Linked DNA regions of Mus musculus: region 1 is linked to region 2. The links are chromatin contacts, called in public Hi-C maps. All regions are on one chromosome and are shown on one strand. The core of a region is the stretch at or near the end of the contact, and the rest is flanking DNA. Distances in the headings are between cores, read along the strand shown.

What was found. Hi-C and Micro-C count contacts between places; a contact is called where the count stands out from the background.
Region 1: a contact with region 2 is called in a Hi-C map of regulatory T cells, with 17 times the contacts expected there. The contact joins the promoter of Smim13 here to the promoter of Rpp40 in region 2. A contact is called at or near these places in 1 of 39 promoter capture datasets (pre-B cells), 6 of 484 Hi-C or Micro-C datasets (CD4 T cells, CD8 T cells, memory CD8 T cells and 2 more) and 2 of 9 other capture datasets (adipose tissue and liver).

The regions. Positions count from the first base shown.
Region 1 is chr13:41,248,050-41,254,682 of GRCm38.p6, forward strand. It overlaps Smim13 (small integral membrane protein 13), which reads left to right and starts at 1,795. Exons shown (of 2, transcript NM_001135577.2): 1 at 1,795-2,265. The coding sequence starts at 2,190.
Region 2 is chr13:35,900,905-35,907,798 of GRCm38.p6, forward strand. It overlaps Rpp40 (ribonuclease P 40 subunit), which reads right to left and starts at 5,443. Exons shown (of 8, transcript NM_145938.4): 1 at 5,300-5,443; 2 at 3,515-3,659; 3 at 2,784-2,852; 4 at 1,109-1,204; 5 at 402-527. The coding sequence starts at 5,422.

The DNA of each region.
Region 1 (6,633 bases), core at 545-3,044, 5.3 Mb after region 2:
TCTGAGATTATTCTTTGCGAGCCACAGTTTTGGAGGATACATTATAATCCACTTGGGAGCTTTACAAAAATCTACTTTGCCTGCTCCTTGCCCTGAAGACTGGCATTCACTCTGTGGGGATAAGAGATGGGCATTTGTAGTTTGAGTTCCTTTTGGTGAGTCAAATGCACATCAGACTTGAGGGGTTGGAAGGGAGGTCAAGTTTATCTGGCTCTTGGGGGCTGCACACACCGCTCTTCCTATGTAGACGCTCTTCCTGTAGGTCTTTCCATGGTTGGATTTTTCACTCAGGACTCAGATCAGATGTTACTTCCTCAGGAAGTTCTTTCTCGATGACTACAATCTCAACACCCCCATGTTCGCCACAGTGCTTTACTTATTTTCATTGGGGATTTGCAATCCTTGCACACCCCTATTTATGTTATTGTCTGTATTGCCATGACTTTTTTTTAAAGATTTATTTATTATTATACATAAGTACACTCTAGCTGTCTTCTGACAGAAGAGGACATCGGATCTCATTACGGATGGTCATGAGCCATCATGTGGTTGCTAGGATTTGAACTCAGGACCTTCGGAAAGGGCAGTCAGTGCCATCTCACCAGCCCCTGCCATGGCTTTATCCTTGGCACCTCAAAGAAGTCCAGAGCACACAGAAGTGTTTGTTGTATGTGAATGAAAGAGAAGGTAAAAAGGTCTGGATTCTTCCTGATTTCTTTTGAACTAGATCTATTCAAATGTATTCCTTTCAACCAGATTGTAAATCAAACGTGCTCCGTTATGCAAGTGAGTTGGATCATCTGCTAAAAATGAATAAGTTGATTTCTAAATTTATTGCATCGAGCTCAACTCTCTCCACAGGAACTGTATATTAAATCTTGCGCAAAGCCAGTAATGCCTTGATGTATTTTTATGCTGCGTCTTAGCTGGAAAGCAGTTTACACAGTAGGGCATCTGGGAATGGCTAGCACAGAGTTGCAGTGGAAGGCGAAAGCCTTGATTTCTCAGGGAGGAAAGGGCTGATCACCTCTTGCGTTAACAGATGTGGCAGAACTGGGAGTTTTAATTTCAAATAGAAAAAAAGGACTTGAGATAAATACCTTGTTTTTCAGAAGTTAGTTCAAGCAAATGTGGCAAAACCTTTGGCTGTTGGCCAGATGTTGCTTGAATTAAAGGAGACAACAGAACGAAACTTGCTAAACAGGTAGGTGAATTAAGAGCACAGATGTCTCTAAGTCACTCACCAGTTACTTCTGAAGCGTACTATCTGTGAAAACACAACACAACATCTGTTGCTGGGGGAGGGGGAAGGCTTTCCAGATTCTGACGTCAGGGGACTTATTTCCTCACAAGTAACTAACCTTTGCCGGGAGCAATAGGTTGGGTTCAAGTACAACCTGTTTTTCAGGCAACAGCCATCCTCTTTTCCCTTTTGCTCACTAAAACCAATTTTGTATTTGAATTAACGGCTGAAATGTAACTGGCACCTCGGCAGGGAGACAGTCCGACGCACAGTCTTGAGAACAAGAATCAGCAGTCTCTAAGTTGGAGGTGGCGGCTCAAGAACACCAAAGGCACAGGGGACGGGAAAGGAGAGCAAGGAGAAGCCGGAGCAGCGTTGACTCCTGGGAGTGGTAGTTCGTTGCTGGGCGGAGACCTGGAGCTCTCGCCGATCTTTGCACTACATTACCCAGCAGGCCTCGCGCAGCGGCTGAGTCGCTGCGGAGTGGGTGCTTGGTGATGAGCTACCGCGGGGGAGGGGGCGGGGAGCGGAGGAGCAGCTGCAGCGGCCTCGGGGAGTGGTTGACATCTGGCGTCTCCGAGGGAGGAGGGGGACCTCGAGTGAGCTGCAGCCAGGGCCTGGCGTTCGCCGCGCCACCTCCAGATCACTCTTTCCCCGCCTCGACGTCCGCCATGGCAGCGCGTCCGTCCGTCGCCGGCCTCTCCGCTCGCCGTGGCTCCGGCTCCCCGGAGCGATGAGGAGGCGGTAGTGGCGTCCCAAGGCCCGCTCCACCAGCGACTCGGTCGCCCCGGCCGGGGGCAGGTCTGAGGGCCGGTCCCGTCGCGGCCCGCCCCCGCACCGCCAAGTTCCGCCCCCTGGGGGCGCTGCCCTCGGGCACCCGCGGTCCATGCCGCCCCGCCGCTCTGCCGCCCGCCGCTGAGCCCGCGCCCACCCCCCAGCTCTCAAAATGTGGCACAACGTGGGGCTGACCCTGCTGGTGTTCGTGGCCACGCTGCTGATCGTCCTGTTGCTGATGGTGTGCGGTGAGTGGGGGGTAACGCCGGGGGCGGTCGGGAAAGCTCGCGTGGACAAGTGTCCACGGTGATCACCTCGGTGGTCTCGGTGGCCACCGGGCTCCCAAGACCGAGTTTAGAGGAGTCATGCCTCTTGCTCAGGGCAGGTCGCCCGGGCATCACGAACCTTCAGGCTCAGCGAACCTTCAGGTCTGGCATCCTGACTCGAGGTAGAAGCACGTTTCTGCTTCCCCGGCAGGTTTGTCCTTGGTTGCCATAATGCCACAGCCTACCCAGATCTTTCACCGTGGCCTGTATTCGAAGGAGCAGTGATCGGTTTCATCTTTTTATTTGGATGTTCTGAACCTAGTGAGAGATTTCATCACCTTTTGGGTTTCCAGCGCACGTGAAGCTGTTTGTTTACTTCCAAGTTCAGGCTTTAACCAAATTCCCAGCCTACTTGATAATGGGCAGAGCCAAAAAAAAAAAAAAAAAAAAAAAAAAAAAAAAAAAACACCACTGGCGGTAATAAACTTCCAGGGTCAGGGAACCTTATCTTGGTTCTGCTGTCCTGGGGCTGTTTGGTCTGCTGCTGTGTACTTCTCTTCCCAGGAGGGAAGGAACGTTAAACTGTTCTCATGGCGTGTTTTCCATCCCTCTTAATTCGTTATGCACATAGCTGATAACCACAGGTCTCAGCCAGGAGACTGAACAATTGTGAGAGTTTGGAGAGTATTTCAAATAAATGACAGTAAGCACTGGTATTTAGAAGACCAAGTATGGGTTTGAAGTGATGGAGTATTGGGTTAAAATTTTATAAATACTGTAAAGCTTATTCTTACATAGTTAATGCTCAGTCCAGTAGCTATATTTGGAAAGATATGCACTTACATATTTAGACACCTATATGTGTATTTAAATTTTGTCAGTAATGCTGACTGAACCGAAGGCTTCACATATGCTCAGCACATGTTGAACTACATACAGAGCTAGTCCCAACTCTAACATTTTTGGCTAATTCTAGTGGTTCTAGATCTAAAGAATCCTTTTTAAAATCGGGGTCTCACTACGTAGCCTTGGCTGGCCTGGAGTTCACCATGTAGACCAGGCTGTTCTTGAACTCATGGAGGTCCAACTGCCTCAGCCTTCCAAACCCTAGGATTAAAGATGGCCAGTTTTGCCCAGCTGTGGTGGCGCACGCCTTTAATCCCAGCACTTGGGAGGCAAAGGCAGGAGGATTTCTGAGTTCAAGGCCAGCCTGGTCTACAGAGTGAGTTCCAGGACAGCCAGGGTTATACAGAGAAACCCTGAAATACGATGGCCAATTTTTTCTCTTTTTTTTTTCATGACATAAAAAAATGAAATAACATCTCCCCAGTTTCTAATGTGTGAAAAGGGTGATATCATTAATTGTTGTTTGCATTTTTTTTTTTGAGGTGGGAGCCCCACCAGGTTGGCATTGAACTTGCTGTATGGAGGAGGCGGAGGATCTTGAGTTGCTGATCCATAGAGGGCTACACCCAGTTTATTCAATGCTAGGATGGAACTTCAAGCTTCCTGCAGGCTAGGCAATCCACGCCCCCAGCTCAAGGGCCTTGAAATAAGAATAAACAAACCCTTGAGCGTTAGTTGGACACAGGGGTAAAGGCGTGTGTCACCCTTTCTACTCGGAATGAGAGTGTGAGAGTGTGACATACAAGCCATACTACATCTTGGACACAACACTTATCAAACTTGCTCTGAGACATTTTAAGTCCCTGGTTGCTTTCTTACCTTTCACTGGCCGGCGGGCTGCTTAGTTTTGCTAGTTTTTCTAAGTGTCATTAGCTTCAGGAAACCTGAGCGAGAGGCAAGGTCTGATACCTTTAAAACTAACAGCTTTATCACGTAGTCCAAATACTGTTCCTTGTTGGGAAACTAATGACAGGGTAGGGCAGCCCTTTTGTTCTGACTAGAAGGTGGCTGAAGGTTGAAGAGGAGGGGGAAGGGGCAGACCTGACCTGGGACCTGGGGTGCCGTGTTAGTTTGCTGGGGGCTCCATTGCAGAATCCCAGACTGCCTTGCTTCTCCCTCAGCTATTTACTCTCACAGTGCTGGAGGCGTGAAGGGCTTTAAGGGCATCTCCTTGGCGTGTAGATGGCCGTCACCTCCTGGTACTTTCATAGGGTCTTCCCGCAGTGTGTACCTGATACCAGTCACTGGGTCAGGGCCCTGGCCCTTGTGACCTTATGTCCTTTCCAGACAGTCACATTGGGAATTAGGATCTGTAATACATGCTGGAGGACAGCCTATAGCTGAGTGATTCAGGCATATGCCCTTAAATAATTCTTACCTTTCTGTGGTCATTGACTCTTTTGAGAAACTAGTTAATGCTTTGATAATTTTCAAAAAAAAAAAAAAAGTATAAACACATTTTTTCTTACCAACTTTTTTTTTTTTTTTGGTTTTTTTCGAGACAGGGTTTCTCTGTGTAGCCCTGGCTGTCCTGGAACTCACTCTGTAGACCAGGCTGGCTTCGAACTCAGAAATTCGCCTGCCTCTGCCTCCCAAAGGACTGGAATTAAAGGCGTGCGCTACCACACCCGGTCTTATTTAGCAGATTTTGTTAAACCAACACAGAGAGTTCAGCTCTGCAGTCTCTGCCCATTGGGCCAGGTCTCCTGTTTTCTGATCTCACCCAATTCTGGCAGCTTTTTGTTTAGTGCTCACTGGACACTGGATTGTAATCTGTCACCAAGTCGGCCCCAAGGTATCAAAATGGAGCTTGCTGGAGAATGCTGACAAGCTGTTTCACACAGTGAATTCTAAATTTCAAATTTCCTAGGGAGGGTTTCCTTCTGTATATATTGGCTTTTTTTCTTAAAGTGTGTCCTGCCTATATCAGTCACTGAAGCTGCCTGTTGTCGCCGTGGGTAACATGGGTGGCTTCCATCTTACTGAATGAGTGATCATAGCCCTTTCTAATGGAGGTTTCTGCTGAGAAGCACTTTCATGTCCCCAGTGGCTGACAATCATTCCCCTCCCCCCCAACACACCCCCACCCCCCAAACAAGGTCTCACTGTATAGCCTGGACTGTCCCGGAACTCTCACTCTGTAGACCAGGTTGCCCTCAAACTCATAGAGATCCACTGTCCTCTGCCTTCCAAATGCTAGGATTAAAGGAGTGTGCCACCCCCACCCCCGCTCCGCCCCCAGCTACCCAGGTCATTTTAATAAAATACTTTGTTCAGTTTTTCAACGTTTTAAAAGCCAAAGTTCCTTTGGCCTGTGTTATATTTCTATCCTAGACTTATTTACTTGTGTATGGCTTGATGCCCTTCATTGCTACAACTGATTCTATAATTGTGACACTCGGTTAGCTGGGGGTTGTAACACACTCCAGGCCAGTGCCCTACCCGTGAGCTGCATCCCTAAGCCCTAGAATTGCCTTCCTGTGTGTACCTCCAGAATCTACACAGGCAGGAGAAATAGTTCCCATCTGTTCAGTCCATCGCTTGCTCCCACCATCCCCAAAGCCATGTTTCCTCCTCAGCAGCCGTGGGTCCTCACACAGTAAGCACTGCTTTCTCTGTTGGCCTGTCCGGGATCTCTCCTCCTTGTCTTATACTTTCTTCCTTTGTAGGCACGAGCTTTCTAAGAAAAGATACATAGAAAAAAAAAGTGTTTTGAGCTACAAGTTTAAAAAGTCTTGATTTTCAGCCCTGATATTTGATCAATATGCTGAGTATATCTGAGATTGCAAATTGCTTTTAGCTAGAGTTTTAAAATGATTGCTTTTTTTTTTTTTTTTTTTTTCCAGCTTCTAGGGCTAATCTTGAGAAGTTCCATGCAGCTCCATTTCCCTCTCTGCGCGGGTGACTTGGTTTCCCTCTTTGCTCGGTTTCTTGATCCAGGTGCCTCCCCATAGCCTTCACATCACTGGTGTACTGAAATGTCAGGACGTGCCTTGCTTCCTTTTGACTTCATTCATTTTTTTCTGGACACACCCAACTGAGAAACCGCCCCCCCCCCCCATCATTTTTGGAGTATTTTCTTCTAGAGAAGTGATCATTTCCTGATTTCCTATTCCCCTTGCTCTGGTTATTTATTTATTTATTTATTTATTTTCGCCTTCACTACTGGGCATTGAGCCCAGGCTTTTACCCTGGACTCTTTTCTTGGACATCTAGAGAGAGCTTTGCTCTAGATGTCTTTCATATGTTCATATTTAAGGGTGAGGTAATTAAAACAATAGGTTTTTAACTGGCTGTGTGGAAGCGCATGCCTTTAATCTCAGCACTTGGGAGGCAGAGGCAGGTGGAGCTCTGAGTTCGAGGCCAGCCTGGTCCAAAGAGTGAGTTCCAGGACAGCCAGGGCTACACATAGAGAGACCTGTTTCAAGCAAACAACCAACCCAA
Region 2 (6,894 bases), core at 4,193-6,692:
CTGTCTGACATTTAATAGTCTTCCTGGGTTACTATCCTGTAATAATGATAAAGATCACACACATATAATTATAATTGATGCTGATTTAAAATTATTCTAGCAAAGGCTCTTTAATGTAAGCAGAGAGGAAGAAGGGGTAGACTACACGTTAGCTATTCTGAAACCACTGTGAAGCTTTCTAGATCTGCAGGAACACCCAAGAAAATTGGGGCAGATTGCTTTAAAACCTACCCTGAGCTGAGGCGCTGAGGACATCTGGAAAGCTAGAGCAGCTCTGTCACAATACCCACACACCTACGTAAGCAATATCCCCTACCACAGCAGTATATCACCACTCGATCCTCCGTTATGCCCAACAGATCCTCAACTCACTGTATCATCATATAATTCACACTTCATACCTGTAGGATGCCAAGCCAAAAGGAAATCAAACTTCAAAGGCTTCTTCTCTTTGAAGGACCAAGATATTCTTCTGTACTTCTTAGAATCCAGGTTAAGGGATAAATCCATTAGGTCAATGGAAATGACTTAAAGTAGAAAGAGGAATACTTGTTTCATTCGAATTATACAGAGCTTACACTGTAGAGAAATGTCTAAAGTTTTGGTAAGTTGGTAAGTTGTACAGATTGTGTTCATCAAAAACATATCCCTCAGCGGGCTATTTCTAGTGTTGAGAGCTGCTAGCTATAGTTGGTTTAAATTCTTTAAGCCCTTCCTAGATCATAGATCAGGTACCTGTGTCTGTGCTAGCCTTAGTTATTGATGTCCACACCAGAGAGTTTCCTCAAAACCAACTCTTCACTTGTGAATTTCCACTGCTAATCACAAAGAATCTGTGTACGAAGCACATCAAGTTGTTCCTCTTCACTGCATACAAGGGGTAGTCCAGTTCTCCAGCCCTTATAAAATGTGGTGTACAGCCAAAGAGGAACAATTTAACAGCACCAACTAATCTAATCCCCCAGGAAGTGCAACCAATAGCTCCTTGAGTCAGGATTTCAAAGATAAGAACCATATTTTTCCGATTAGAGATCAGAGGGAAGGCATTCACGTTTTGTTACAAGAAAACTGACTTGCTAGGCTCCAGTGGAACGCATGTAATACTTACCAAACTTCATACTTTTTCTGCCAGAATACCGAGATGGACGACCTTGAAGTCCGGTTTCTTCGTAAGTATCTTTATCTAGTGATAAAATTAATTTCCCTACAAATCAAACAATAGTTCTTCTAAGAGAGATGTTAAAATATGGCTGGTGTTCTCTAAGAAAGCTAGACATCTGAGCAGTGAAATGTCGGGGATAAGAATACACAAAGAACTTGTCTATAGCACACTGATATTATCTAGCAATGTACCCAACTGGTCTGGAACTTTGCTCTGTAGTTGAGGCTGGGCTCAAACTGGTGGCAATTATCCTGCTTCAACCTTCCAAATACCAGGATGCAGGTGTGAGCCACCAGGCTTGTGGTATTATCTACCATATATACATATATACATATTACAATAGCAAAACTAGAAACAATTAAATTTGTATGAAGGAAAGAATGATCAAACTGTGGTCTGTATAACTTCAAATACTGTCTTTAAATTTTAATTTAGTTTAATTTAAATATGTATTTGTATGCCTGCTTGTAAGTACACCAAGGAGCCTGTGAATGTCAGAAGAGGATGTCGGATCTCCTAGAACTTGAGTCGTGAGCTGCCATGTGGCTGCTGGGAACTGAATTTGGATCCTTAGCAATGACAGGAATCACTCTTAGCTGCTGAGCCATCTCTCCAGCCCCTACTTCAAATATCATCAAAACATTTAAAAGCTCTATGTTAAAGCCAGGCAGAGATGTGCTGGTTCATGTGTGTAATCCTTGCACTTGGAGAGCTGAGGCAAGAGAAATGATAATCTGAGGCCAACCTGGTCTACATGGCAAGATCCTATCTCAAAACAAAACAAAAAGTTCTAAGTCACAACCATCTGCACTGAAGCAGGAACATGTCTATGTTATACCCCTTGGAAAATAAGACTACTGAGAAACAATGTCATATAACCAATGTTAAACATTTGATGCTTACTGGTGCTGGTAAAACACGTCTTTAATCCAAGCACTCATGAGGCAGAGGCAGGTGAATCTTTTAGTTTAAGGCCAGCCTGGTCTACAGAGTGAATTCTAGGACAGCCAAGGTTACATAGAGATACCTTGTCTCAAAAACAAAAACAAACCAAAAAAATGTATGCTTATAAATTCTTGAAAGATAAACATCAAATGGTTCCATCTAAGAAGGAACACAAAGATAGGCTTCATTTTACTGTTTAGAGCTGTATGACTTGACTTTTAAAAAACTATTATTTGCCGGGCGTGGTGGCGCAAGCCTTTAATCCCAGCACTCGGGAGGCAGAGGCAGGCGGATTTCTGAGTTCTAGGCCAGCCTGGTCTATAAAGTGAGTTCCAGGACAGCCAGGGCTATACAGAGAAACCCTGTCACGAAAAAAAACAAAAACAAAAAAATTATTATTTTATTATTTTTATGTATATGGGTGTTTTATCCTCATGTTATGTCTGTGCACATGGATGTGTCTGGTGCCTATGGAGGTCAGAACAGGGCACTGGACTCACTCAAACTGGAGTTACAGATAGCTGTAAGCTACCAAGTGGGACTGAACTTTGGTCTTCTGGAAGAGCAGTCAGTGCTCTTAACTGCTGAGCCATTTCTCTAGCCTACTTTTTTTTTTTTAAGCAGTGCTATTTCTTTTCTAATAAAGAAAGGAAGAAAAAAAAATGAATGCTGTCACCATTTGGTAGGAGAGCAACAGTATTATCCTCATCAATACTTGTATTGTATGTTAATGCAGAGAATGAACCTGTAAGAAAAATCAAGAAAAGTAATTAAGTAACTAAAGTAGCACAACATTTGTTTATGAATGGTTTTCACGTGACAACGAATCTTCCAGGTAGGTAACAGGCAGCATCTACTACAGCTCTAACTCATTCAATAAACCCACTACACCCCAGAGATACACTGGAACATATACATGCAAGGCTCCAGCTAGACCACCCCAGGACTCAGGCCACATTCAGGGGCTTTTTGTGCAAGTTTCCTATCAACAGGTTGAGAATGGGCTCAGAACAGAACCTGTAATCTTGGGGATCCTAGCAGAAAGGTGCACATTAAAGAGGCAAGAGGACAAAACACTGATGCAAGGATCAAAGTTAATATTCAGAAACTATTTGAGAAAGTTAATATTCAAAAGCTACTTAACCTTCATCTAAAGGGATTCCACCTACTTCCCTGAGTTATTGCAAGGGCTAATTAAATTTGGTAAGATATTTAGCTGCCACCTAAAGAGGACACAGGAAAGAAAACGACAATATGGCCGGGTGGAGAAGTGATACACGCAGCTGATCACATGATCTAACTTCCATGGGCCCTTTTAAAGACAAGGGAAGGACCCCAATATTTTGCTGCGATCTTCCGATAGCTCTTCATCTTGTCTTGTTCATATGAGACAGTGTTTCTTCTTACCTTTCTTTACAAAGGTGTTGATGAACTCGTGTGTAATTAATTCATGAAGAGGTAAGTTCTTCACAGAGTAATAGGGTCCAATGTCCATGACCAGGCTTTTTAGCTCTTTTGATAGAAGCCCACATTCAGGAATAAGAAATGAAACCTATTAGAATGTAGAAGAACAAACGAAGTTATATTTTATGAAGATTAACACCATGCTTTTGGAAATGGAATGTCAAAGGTGCTAGTTACTCCTTCACAGGTTTTACTGGGACATAGAAGGGACACGCAAACATGGGCAATGTGATGGTTTGAAGATGCTTGGTCCAGGGAGTGCTATTAGGAGGGATGGCCTTGGTGGAGTAGGTGTGACTTTGTTGGAGGAAGTATGTCACTGTGGGCGTGGGCTTTGAGACCTCATCTAGCTCCCTGGAAGCCAGTCTTCTTCTAGTGTCCTTCAGATGAAGATGTAGAACTCTCAGCTCCCCCTACACCATGCCTGCCTGGACGCTGCCATGCTCCCACCTTGTTGTCCTTATAAGAGTTGCCCTGGTCACTGTTGGAGTGTCTGTTCACAGCAGTAAAACCCTTAGTAAAACACACACACACACACACACACACACACACATACACACACACACACAGCCACCACCACCTACCCCTGAGACAGGGTTTCTCCATGTAGCCCTGGCTGTCCTGGAACTTGCTCTGTTTATCAGGTTAGCCTTGCACTCAGAGATTTACCCACCTCTGCCTGGGTTTAAAGGTGTGCATCACCATCAACCTACTAGGCAACAATTCTATTAATTTCAAGTAAACAGATATCTGACTACTCAAGTTTTTCCTTTCTGCATTTCAATGTGAGGCATGACATTGCAATGGAAGTCTTACTTGAATCTTATTTTTGCATACAAGCAATATATGTTATGTCTTTCACACTTTATAGTCAAGGAAATAGAGTATATATAATTCAACATGCCTTGATTTGCTTATTCTGGAGTCATGAAATCAAAGGAACTCCTCCTGGGATTTAGGGACATTTAATTAGTAAGAAGCTACATAGAAGCAAAAGTGCTCCTGGAAGCTTCCATTTCCTAGACAAACCTAGGTGAGACCAGTTGAGATAAGCGATACATCCCTGACCGCAGGGATGGCCTTTCAACCGAAGAGATGCAAAATCCGCGCGGATTTCAAATGATCCCCAAGTGAACATCTAAAGTCCGTTTCGCAAAGCCCCAACAACCAGCCTTGAGGGACAAGGACGCCAGCTAATCTATCTGAGAAATCCATCAGGCCAATATTTAAGATGTAAAATGCTTAAACCCTTATCATCGTAAGGTAAGTTTATTTGGAGTTCCTCGTTTGTCAAACCGCGTGATGCTTTGGAAAGAGTCACAAGCTGATCCACAGAGATCTGCCCAAACTTAGGGTGTAATTCGGCTACATGTTGTACAGGTCACACTCCGACCGTGCAGGTTACATTCCTAACTCCTCCACTGCCTGCTCGACCCAACACCGAGAGGATTTAATCCTGAACACCGCAGTAACCACGCCAAACTCACAAAAACTCTGCTGTTCCTCATAGGACCGAGCACCGCCCTGTGTTTGGCGCATGCTGGGAATTGTAGTCCTACACAGCGCCAAGAAAAGCAGTTAAGAAACTTGAAGAGACTATAGTTCCCAGCATGCCCGAGGACGATCTCCGCCCACCCTCGCAAGCCGAGGAGGTCTGGCCGGGTGAAACCCGGCGTGGTTCTACCTTAAAGCTCTCCAGCCTAAGAGGGCCGGGTGGACCTGACTCACCCTGTAATTATGATAGTGCGTCTCCACGAGATGCTTATGGCGAGACTTATCGTGGCCGAAGTTGGATTTCTCACAGACCAGTAAGTGCCGAGGCGCCTCTTGCAGCCTGCGCAGCGTGGCCATGTTAAGCAGGAGTCCAGGCGAGCACCGCCTCTTGGCCCGCCTCCCGGCCCGCCCCTCGGCCCGCCCCTCACCCCACCATTCGCCCCTTTCTGACTACACCCCTCCCTCCACCACGCCCTAACCCTTCTTTCTTTCCCTGTCTGTCAGTTCCTGCAGGCACTGGGTCTGAAGGTTCTCAAGAACCTGGCATGGGGCTGGTGAGATGGCTCAGCGGGTAAGAGCATTGACTGCTCTTCCAAAAGTCCTGAGTTCAAATCCCAGCAACCACATGTTGGCTCACAACCATCCGCATCTTAAAAAAGAAAGAAAGAAAGAAAGAAAAAACCTGGCACATCCATTCTATCCCACAGTTTCTCCGTGGAGGAACAGTGCATATACCTGGACAGGACTCAGAGAAGGACTGGACCCTGACACCTTATAAAAAGGAGGAAGATAGGACAGAGGAAAAGCCTAGTATAGTCAGGAAATACATCTGCTTTGCAGCACTGTTTTCCTGACTCCTCATATGGTCTCGTTCCTAATGCTCACCCACCCGCAGGCCCCTAAGTTCCCACTGATCCTTCCCAAAAAGTATAGGAAATTACAGAGGAATATAATATGACATTTCTGCATTTTTACTTCCAACAGAACTTCTTTGCTTTGTTTTTAATTATTTAATTTATTTTTTTCATTTCCAACATTACTATTTTGTGATTTTACTCCAAATCTCAGTTTCTTTGCTGAATTGTACTTCCATGTACACTGTTGCTATCTTCAGACACACCAGAAGAGGGCATTGGATTCTATTATGGATGGTTGTGAGCCACCATGTGGTTGCTAGGAATTGAACTCAGGACCTCTGGAAGAGCAGTCAGTGCTCTTAACCAATGATCCATTTCTCCAGCCCCCATAGCTAATTCTTAAAAGCCATATTGTTGATTTTTCTCATCTATTTTACTCTCTGTGTGTGCACACACATGCGTGCGCACGTGCACGTGTGTGCACAGCAGACTTTCCAGGTCCTTCCTTAGGGAAGATTGAATTAATCTTTTTGCTTCAATCTTTTTTGAGGTCTTAAAGTATTTTTACTAGGAAACTTCTGAAATCACCCAGAATTTTACCTATTTCAGTATCATTGAATCCAGGTGTTAAGTTATTTTGTCTTGAGACAGGGTCTCATTATATATCCTGGCTGGCCTCAGACTCAATATATAGACCAGGCTGGTCTCAAACTCAAAGAGATCTACCTGCCTCTGCCTCCTGAGTGCTGGGATTTAAGATGTGAACCACCACTCTGGGATAATTGATTTTGTTTTTGGAGGACTCCTGTTGCTGTGTTTTTCATTCATGCTTTTGTTTCTGTGTGTGGTGTTGACCTGTGTTGATTTGGAGATGTTTTTCGCTGTTGTTCTTACTGAGCACCCTACTCTCCGAGACTCATTCCCCGGTGTTACTCATAAAGGAGACAACACATTGCTGAGACAGTAACAAAA